Regions from separate parts of the Capsicum annuum genome. Here all the other regions are linked to region 2. The links are chromatin contacts, called in public Hi-C maps. All regions are on one chromosome and are shown on one strand. The core of a region is the stretch at or near the end of the contact, and the rest is flanking DNA. Distances in the headings are between cores, read along the strand shown.

Region 1 (2,700 bases), core at 129-2,628, 680 kb before region 2:
TTAAGCCACATCCTGATAGGTCGCATTTTGTGACTCCAATTTTATATGCGATTGAGCAGTAGCCACTTCAAAATAAGAATTTGAGATGTTATCCAGTATATAAACATTTTTGAAGAAAAAGTTCGGATGAACACCTTGCACACCTAGCTCCACCAAGTAGTATCAAATGGATATAGATCATAGTTTTCATTCATAGGAAATAGCCTTAAATGCCATGGATTGAGCTACCACTCTTATATGTTCAAAAATTGGCCACGTCTCGGTGAAACTGTTGTGCATAGAAGGGTGCACTTGCCTAATATCAAAACAAACAAATTGGCCCATCCACTTAAGGCAAGCCTGGCAAACAAATCAATTATTGTGAAAATGATAGAATTTTTTTGAAAAATTTAAAAAGCAAGTAACGTATTATACGTGTGCCTATGTGGACCTTCAGTGTGTTGATTCACTGATGTGCCACGTAAGCACTAAGATTGCTAAAAATACGATTTTAATTAGTCCAGGAGAGTAAAGTTTGGGTGCGTCTCGATAATTTTCGTGGATAATTTAGGGAGAAAGCAGACCATTTTTCCTATAATATACACTAATTCAAATAATGGATGTTTTGCTAAGGTTTGTCATCCAACATCACTTCACAAAAACCCTGGAAAATCACTATAATTCCAAAACTAAATCCATGTCATACAAGATGAATTGCATGAATGAGCCGATATTGCTTCTACAAATTTCATGTACGCTTCTGACAATAAGTGACATAATTAATAATTTATATCTATAAATTTAAAATTCTCAATTCGGGAATGAAGTTTTGAAAGCTAAAATAATTGAACTTGTTGACAATCCGACAATTCCAAATGGGATGGCAACAAAAATCCATGTTAAATAGATGTTTGTTTCTAGTTGGTAGAAGACAATGGGGTAGTCATTTCCACACTTTTGCTAAGAGATGATGAATTGCAAGCACATTATTATATATAGACTTGGATAAGTACTAATTTATCAGCACCCACTACTTGATTTTATTTTTGAAATGTCATAGTTGCCAAACGCTAATAGTAACACATTTTATATTCTTTGGCATGCTAGGATAATAAACATAGTCAATGCTAGTGATTATTCATGGGTATAATTCTCATGAACTATTGGAGTATTGACTTTTATTTAATCACGTTTGTAACACAACTTGCACATTTTATGTCTCTAATTATTTTTATTTATTTATTTATTTTTGACCACTTTTTAGATAGGAAAGTGAGAAAATTGCAAGAAGACAATGGGAGTTGGATATTTTTAATTGGCGGATTGCTCCTATTACTGTCAAATTGTCATTGAACTATCAGAATATTTAGAGTCTTCAAGAGGACAGTGTAGTCCACAGAAGGTCACAGCACTCCACAATGTTACGAGTCTTCAGTGGTCAGTTTGGTGTGCAGGGTGGAATAAACATGGATATTTCATGTATTGTCATATTATATGAAACTACCTTATTCTATTTTTTATATAATGCGATAGTAATTATATTATTTTAGTATAAATAACATGATAAAATAATCTCGAGATTAGCTAATACCTCGTACTAAATAAAAAACAAAATTAATCTCAAATTTTGTCTTGAGATTATTATTTTTATCCCACATACCAAACAAATCCTAGATACTTCTCACACCTAGTTAATTATATTATGTTTTACTCTCGTTTATTTTTATTTATTCATATTTGACTTGACACACTCTTAATAAGTAAATAAAACAGTAATTATTATATCATACCTAATTGTTAAGTAATCTAAAAGTTGGAAAATGAATAGTACTAATTTACATAAATCCCTGAATCTTTAAGTGATATTACATAAAATTCTGATTATTTTGTTAATTACATTTTATCCCGATTTTTTGAAATATGATACATATGTTATATGGTGATATATATAAAAAAGTGATGCATTTGAAACTAACAAAATATTTATTTAAGGAAATAATAGATTCTCTTTTATTCATTGTATTCTTTTATTTAAGGAAAGATGTCTAATTTTTCTCTTTTTTTAGATTTAATTTAAGTGTTTTAATTATGTTTCTCTTTTTTCGTCTTTAAGTATGAAAAAAATAATTTTTTGTCTTTTTTTTTCGTCTTTAATTTTAGTCTGCTTTTTTAGATTTAATTTTAATTATGTTTCAATTCTGCTTTTAGTCTTTTTGTTTTAAATATTTTTACTTTTGTTTCCTACACTGACTACACCATTACCTTTCATTAATAACATATGAATCGCCCATAATACCATATATATCACCCATTAATATCATGTGAATCACCCAATAATTGAAATAAATAATTGTATCTACCATATGAATCACCATAATATCATATATATGAATCACCCAATCATTGAAATAAATAATTGTATCTACCATATGAATCACCAAAATACCATATATATGAATCACCCAATAATTGAAATAAATAATTGTATCGACCATATGAATTACCATAATACAATATGTATCACTCATTAATATCATATGTATCACCCGTTAAAATCATACAAAATGTATCTATCGTATGAATCACCATAATACCCATATAATGATATCATATTTATCATTCATATGAATCACCATTAAAAAATTAAACATGTATGAATAACTAATAAATTTATATATGTATCAATAGTTTAAAAAAAAAGGGAGAGATTTTAGGAGAAGA
Region 2 (2,700 bases), core at 65-2,564:
GGTAAAGAGCAAATTGTGTCAGCATAGACCACATGATGAAACTACATGGAACTGGAGTCTGGAACAACCTTGACCACCTAATATGGGATGGGCCAGTCATCAGTGTAACAGAAAACCCATTCTTTGTGAAAAGTTCTATGTACAAAAGTGTATGTCTGGCACTAATTTCCCTACTTGTGTGATTGTACAAACTATGTAAGCACCACAACTATGTCCAACTACTCACTTCCATCATTCACTGTACTCTGTACTCTGTACTCATCATCAATGATTCAATATCAATACAATACGTGGGAGAAAGTAGACAAAGGACAATCAAAGAGTGTGGAAGTTGGTCGAGATTCCTTTGTTAGGAAAATTAAAATGAAATTTATGAATTTTTATATTAAACTCAAGTTAAAACTAACAATAAACTATAAACAAAAAAAGAAAATTAGCTAAAATTGCTCGTAGCAAATAGGATTCTGATAATCCATTGCTAACTAGGATTAGCGATGAATTTTGTTGTTAATCTATAGAGTTTGTCCATCACTAGTTATTGTATTTGAGTAGTGGTAATATAATTGTGTTTATAATTAAATATTTATAAATATTTAGTGAATTTCTTAATATATATATATATATATCTGAGTAAAAATTTTTGAGTGAACCTGTAACCTTAATAAAAAGGATACGGGTTGTAACTTCAAGAATTGAAGAAACCTCTTTTATTTATCTATATTCGTTATGAATCTAACTTGATTAGAGTTACTGGACAACAACGACATCTAGCACATTACTTCAAAGATGTCCTAAAATTCCTCCTTGAAGTATAGTACAGAATTATCTCGATCAGAGTTGGCATAAGCGTAACATAAACTTGAGAAGTTTTTGGATAAAGCTTTAAGGAATGAAGAAACTTTATTAGGAAGCATTTTTCCTTTTATTCTATGTTATATGAATCTAAATTGATTTACTATGAACTTCTGATATCAAATATTTTCTCTATTTCATTTTAGTTGGGCTTTTTGCTAAAAATGTTTGTTTAATTTAGCTGAATTCTTTTTGTAAAATCAAGAGAGTTTTATTATGTTTTTCAAATAGTATTAATCATATCACTAAATGACTGCATAAAATGTATATATTCAAATTTATATTTTTAAATATAATTATCAGATTAATAGATATTAAAATAAGCTTTTAATAAATATATATATATATTTTTTAAATCAAGTTAAGAAGAACAATTATTTAAAACGAAGGGAGTAATTATTAAAACAATAAAATAAAGAGAAGATAGAAAAAGGTGTAAGGGTCAAATTAAGTCACTAACCACCAAAGTGCATGAACCGAGCCACCCTCGTAACTCCTAACCTCTATAAATACCTTCCAACTGTCTTACTTCTTTCCCCATCCCCATCCCCATTTTCCATTTCTCAACTCCCATATCCCATCTTCCTTGCAACTATGCCTTCTTCTTCACTATTTATCGTTTCTAAATCCACTATTTACCCCAACGATCATCAATCACTTAACAACACTTTAAAACTCTCCGTCTCTGATCTTCCTATGTTATCATGTCAGTATATTCAGAAAGGCGTTTTATTGACCCAATCTCCTTTCGAATCCTCTATTTCTCTCATTTCTCATCTCGAAATTTCCCTTGCCAAAACCTTAGCCCATTTCCCTCCCCTCGCAGGCCGTTTAATTACGGACTCTCAGGGGTACGTTTACATCGTTTGTAACGATGCTGGTGTAGATTTTGTACATGCAAAAGCACCCCACCTCAATCTCTCAACACTTGTTCCACAAAATCAAGCAGATATTCCGATTTATTTTCGAAAGTTCTTCCAATTTGATAGTACTTTGAGTTATGCTGGGCATAATAAACCCTTAATGGCTATTCAAGTTACTGAACTAAATGATGGTGTATTCATCGGATGTACGATGAATCACGCCGTCGTTGATGGTACTTCCTTTTGGAATTTCTTCAATACTTTTGCTGAATTTTCAAAAGGCGAGAAGAAGATTAGTAGGCAGCCGAGTTTTAACCGTAAGACGGTGTTTGATTCACCGGCGGTGTTGAAGTTCCCGGACGGTGGACCGTCGGCTACTTTCTCCGGCGACGAGCCGATCCGTGAAAAGATCTTCCATTTCAGCCGTGAAGCCATATTGAAACTGAAGTATAGGGCAAATAGAACGGCTGTTAACGGTAAGGTTAACGGAAAGATAACACCAGTTAATGACGAGCCGGCTTTGAAAAACGGCTCGGCTACGGCTTCGGAGATTTCGTCATTTCAGTCATTGAGTGGTCAATTATGGAGATCGGTGACACGGGCTAGGAAATTGGACGGGAACAAAACGACGACGTTTAGGATGGCGGTTAATTGTCGCCATCGGCTGGAGCAAAAGATGGAGCCACTGTATTTTGGGAACGCCATTCAAAGTATCCCGACCGTTGCTTATGTTAAGGAGCTGTTATCTAACGACTTATATTGGAGCGCGAATCAGCTACATCAAAATGTAGTGGCGCATGGTGATTTCACTGTGCGCCGTGGTGTGAAGGATTGGGAAAGTAATCCTAGGTTATTTCCTCTTGGTAATTTTGATGGAGCTATGATTACTATGGGAAGTTCACCTAGGTTTCCAATGTACGATAATGATTTCGGGTGGGGCCGACCTGTCGCGGTCCGAAGTGGTATGGCTAATAAATTTGATGGT
Region 3 (2,700 bases), core at 37-2,536, 780 kb before region 2:
TCTCATGCTTAAACCTTGTTCCCTTATATATACACACACACAATGTGTGCATGTATTTTAGTTTGATTTTGGACATGACATTATTTTATCCCTATCCTAAGTTACATGCCAGTGCTTATCCCATTGACCATCCTAGGACGCTAAATTATTTTATAATGTAAGGTCTAAAGATACTTCGTTTACCCCTGTGCAGCGTTAGGTGGATTAGCACATTCGTCGAGTAGCTATGAAGTGGTGAGCCTCCATCATTTGAAAGACTTTATCATTTTCATACTTTTTTATTCTGACTCAGTACTTTTGGATTCTTTTGGTCATAATCGGGGGTATGTCCCGACCTATTTGGTATTCTGATTTTAGTGACTATTATGGACAGATGTGGGTTGGTTGGTTATTGTTTTGACTCTTAGTTTCATTGAGTCTTTCATTCATCTTCTTATTTTTATTTCGTTGGATTTTGCATTGTTTTTATTATTATTATTATTGTGCTCTTGAGGTTGGTTAAGGGGCGGTCTTCGGTCTGTGATGGACTTGAGATACCCGTCACCATTAGGCCCAGGTTTGGATCGTGACAGGACCTTTCACTAGATAGGTACCCCGATGCACATCAGTTTAGTGGTATCTCAAAGAGGACGCCTCTTACTTATGAAATGTCTCTGAGGAACTAGAATGATGTGTAGAAAAGGACATGAGACAAAGATTTCAGAATCCATCAAAGGTGTAAACAATATTACACTACCCCTATAGAAAATACTGGTTGGCACATACAATGGATAGGACAGCTAACATGACACTCCCTTCATTTCGGAACAAGTGAATTGTTGAGGTATTTATTGATATTTCAAAATAAGTGAATTATTGAATTTTTTTCCAAATTTGCCCTTATGAGTTGCCAACCAATTAACTTTTAAAAAGGTATTACAAGGTCAACTTTTTCTTTTTTGAGGGTAAAAATGGAAAGTTGTGTTAAATTTATATTTTTAATGTTTTTTCCTTAATATGTGTGCCAAAATTTAACAATTCATTTATTATGAAACGAAGGGAGTATATTTTTGGTTGTAGTACTATAAGTACCTCTTAAAGAAACCTCTTAAAGAAACCTATTCTATAGTGTTACTATTCACCCATCGTACCATGTAACAAGGGATCCTCTCTTATTTGTAAATGGCCTAGAATCAAACCTGACAATACAGTACAACCTTCTGGCGTGCTCTTTAAGCTGTGTTTTTTCTTTGCTCTTATCTGTGCATCCTTGATCTCGTGGAAAGCACCCTCACTAGTGGATGCCTTTTAATTAGGAACTTGCTATGCTGATTTGTTTGGTATCATTATTTTACTTTATTTTTCTTAGGTTTTATGCCTCATCTTTCATTACATAAACAATCAATCCCCAGGTAATTATGGATGTAAACAGTGTTACATTTAATGTGTGCGTTTAGATTTAACGTGTGCGTTCTTGACCTCAGATGCTAATTCAATTGAATCATTTTTAGTGTAAAAAAACTTACTGACAAATTTAAGGAGTTACCATTACACATTCAATAATAACAAATCTATCCAACCCCTTGAAGAGTTTGTTTTGGACTCACAGAGGAAATTAAAGATATTAGCATGCATAATGAAAAGCCTCTAATTTGACTGCGTGATTAACAAAAAATCCAAGGAATTTGTGGAGTTGAGTCATTCTTAGAGGAATAATTGAGTCTAGCTATGATGATTATTAATAATGCTGATGACAACGAGGTCATTTGCCTTCGTCCTAATCATTAATTAATAACGTGTGAAGAGTGTATCTGTGGAAAAAATTAAGTGGTACCATGGAAGTTAATTAAGAGCAGCTGAATTGAAGAAGCAAATTCAATTAATAGCCATGGATCTTGTATGTTTTGCTCTCCTCATGATATCAGTCCAATTTGAGTTAGATTATATTAGCTCATGAGTCCTCTGTTCATTTTCATTACTCACATTAGATTTGACACGCTCATTTAAAAAATTATTGGTGTTATTATTCATTTTTGTATTAGAAATTAAAATATTTTAGGCATATATTAGTAGGTATAAATTATAATATAAGGTGACTACTAGTTTTTGTAACTCTCATGATCACTAATTCTTGTAACTCATATGTCATTATTGTAACTCTCATGATCATCTTTTTTATACAACAAAGTACATTTTATTCATCTTCCAAACAAAAGTCCATGATGATTTGAGGGATTATACAAAGTGACTTACTTTTCTCTCTAATCAGCTTAGGATACTCTCGTGGTCATTAGCTTTTTATAACTCATGTAAAATTAATTTATCTCAGTCATCTACCCACATAATATCCTCACTCTACCCATTGATTATATGAAAGAATTTTACACTATTTATTCCTTTGTGTTAAATAAGAGTGTAGACATCAAAATTTTATGGATTCTAAAGAATTCAATTTCTGTTAGAGTTCTTGAATACTACTTTACTCTAAATTTAGCTTGGAGGCTACTCTATCCAAACCCTAAATTATGCCTATATAAAAGGGCAGATATTCTCTTGAATAGGTATCTCAAAAGTCCCAATAAATTCATGGATATTCATAAAGGGATCAAAACCTCTCTTCTTGATAATCAAATACATCGAGAAGGTGTACAAACCCTTCTTTCATGGAGATCAGATCCAAATGTTCCTACGTTCGAGAAATACGCCACTAACGGACCTTAA

Evidence for each region. A called contact is a pair of places that touch in the nucleus more often than the background predicts.
Region 1: a Hi-C map of placenta shows a contact between it and region 2, with 3 times the contacts expected there. The contact joins the enhancer-like site here to the promoter of LOC107842775 in region 2. A contact is called at or near these places in 2 of 5 Hi-C or Micro-C datasets (leaf and placenta).
Region 3: a contact with region 2 is called in a Hi-C map of bud, with 7 times the contacts expected there. The contact joins the enhancer-like site here to the promoter of LOC107842775 in region 2. A contact is called at or near these places in 2 of 5 Hi-C or Micro-C datasets (bud and leaf).

The regions. Positions count from the first base shown.
Region 1 is chr9:57,676,078-57,678,777 of UCD10Xv1.1, forward strand. No RefSeq gene overlaps it. Among protein-coding and RNA genes, the nearest start is that of LOC124887075, 43 kb to the right of the region's middle. Within about 2 kb of position 1,379, at least 3 of the 5 cell types and tissues checked have an H3K27ac peak or open chromatin away from gene starts, as enhancers often do. A contact at or near this core is called in leaf, where this site is marked.
Region 2 is chr9:58,352,693-58,355,392 of UCD10Xv1.1, forward strand. LOC107842775 (protein ENHANCED PSEUDOMONAS SUSCEPTIBILITY 1) reads left to right here and starts at 1,315. Exons shown (of 1, transcript XM_016686799.2): 1 at 1,315-2,700. The coding sequence starts at 1,324.
Region 3 is chr9:57,570,700-57,573,399 of UCD10Xv1.1, forward strand. No RefSeq gene overlaps it. Among protein-coding and RNA genes, the nearest start is that of LOC124887326, 63 kb to the left of the region's middle. Within about 2 kb of position 1,287, at least 1 of the 5 cell types and tissues checked has an H3K27ac peak or open chromatin away from gene starts, as enhancers often do. A contact at or near this core is called in bud, where this site is marked.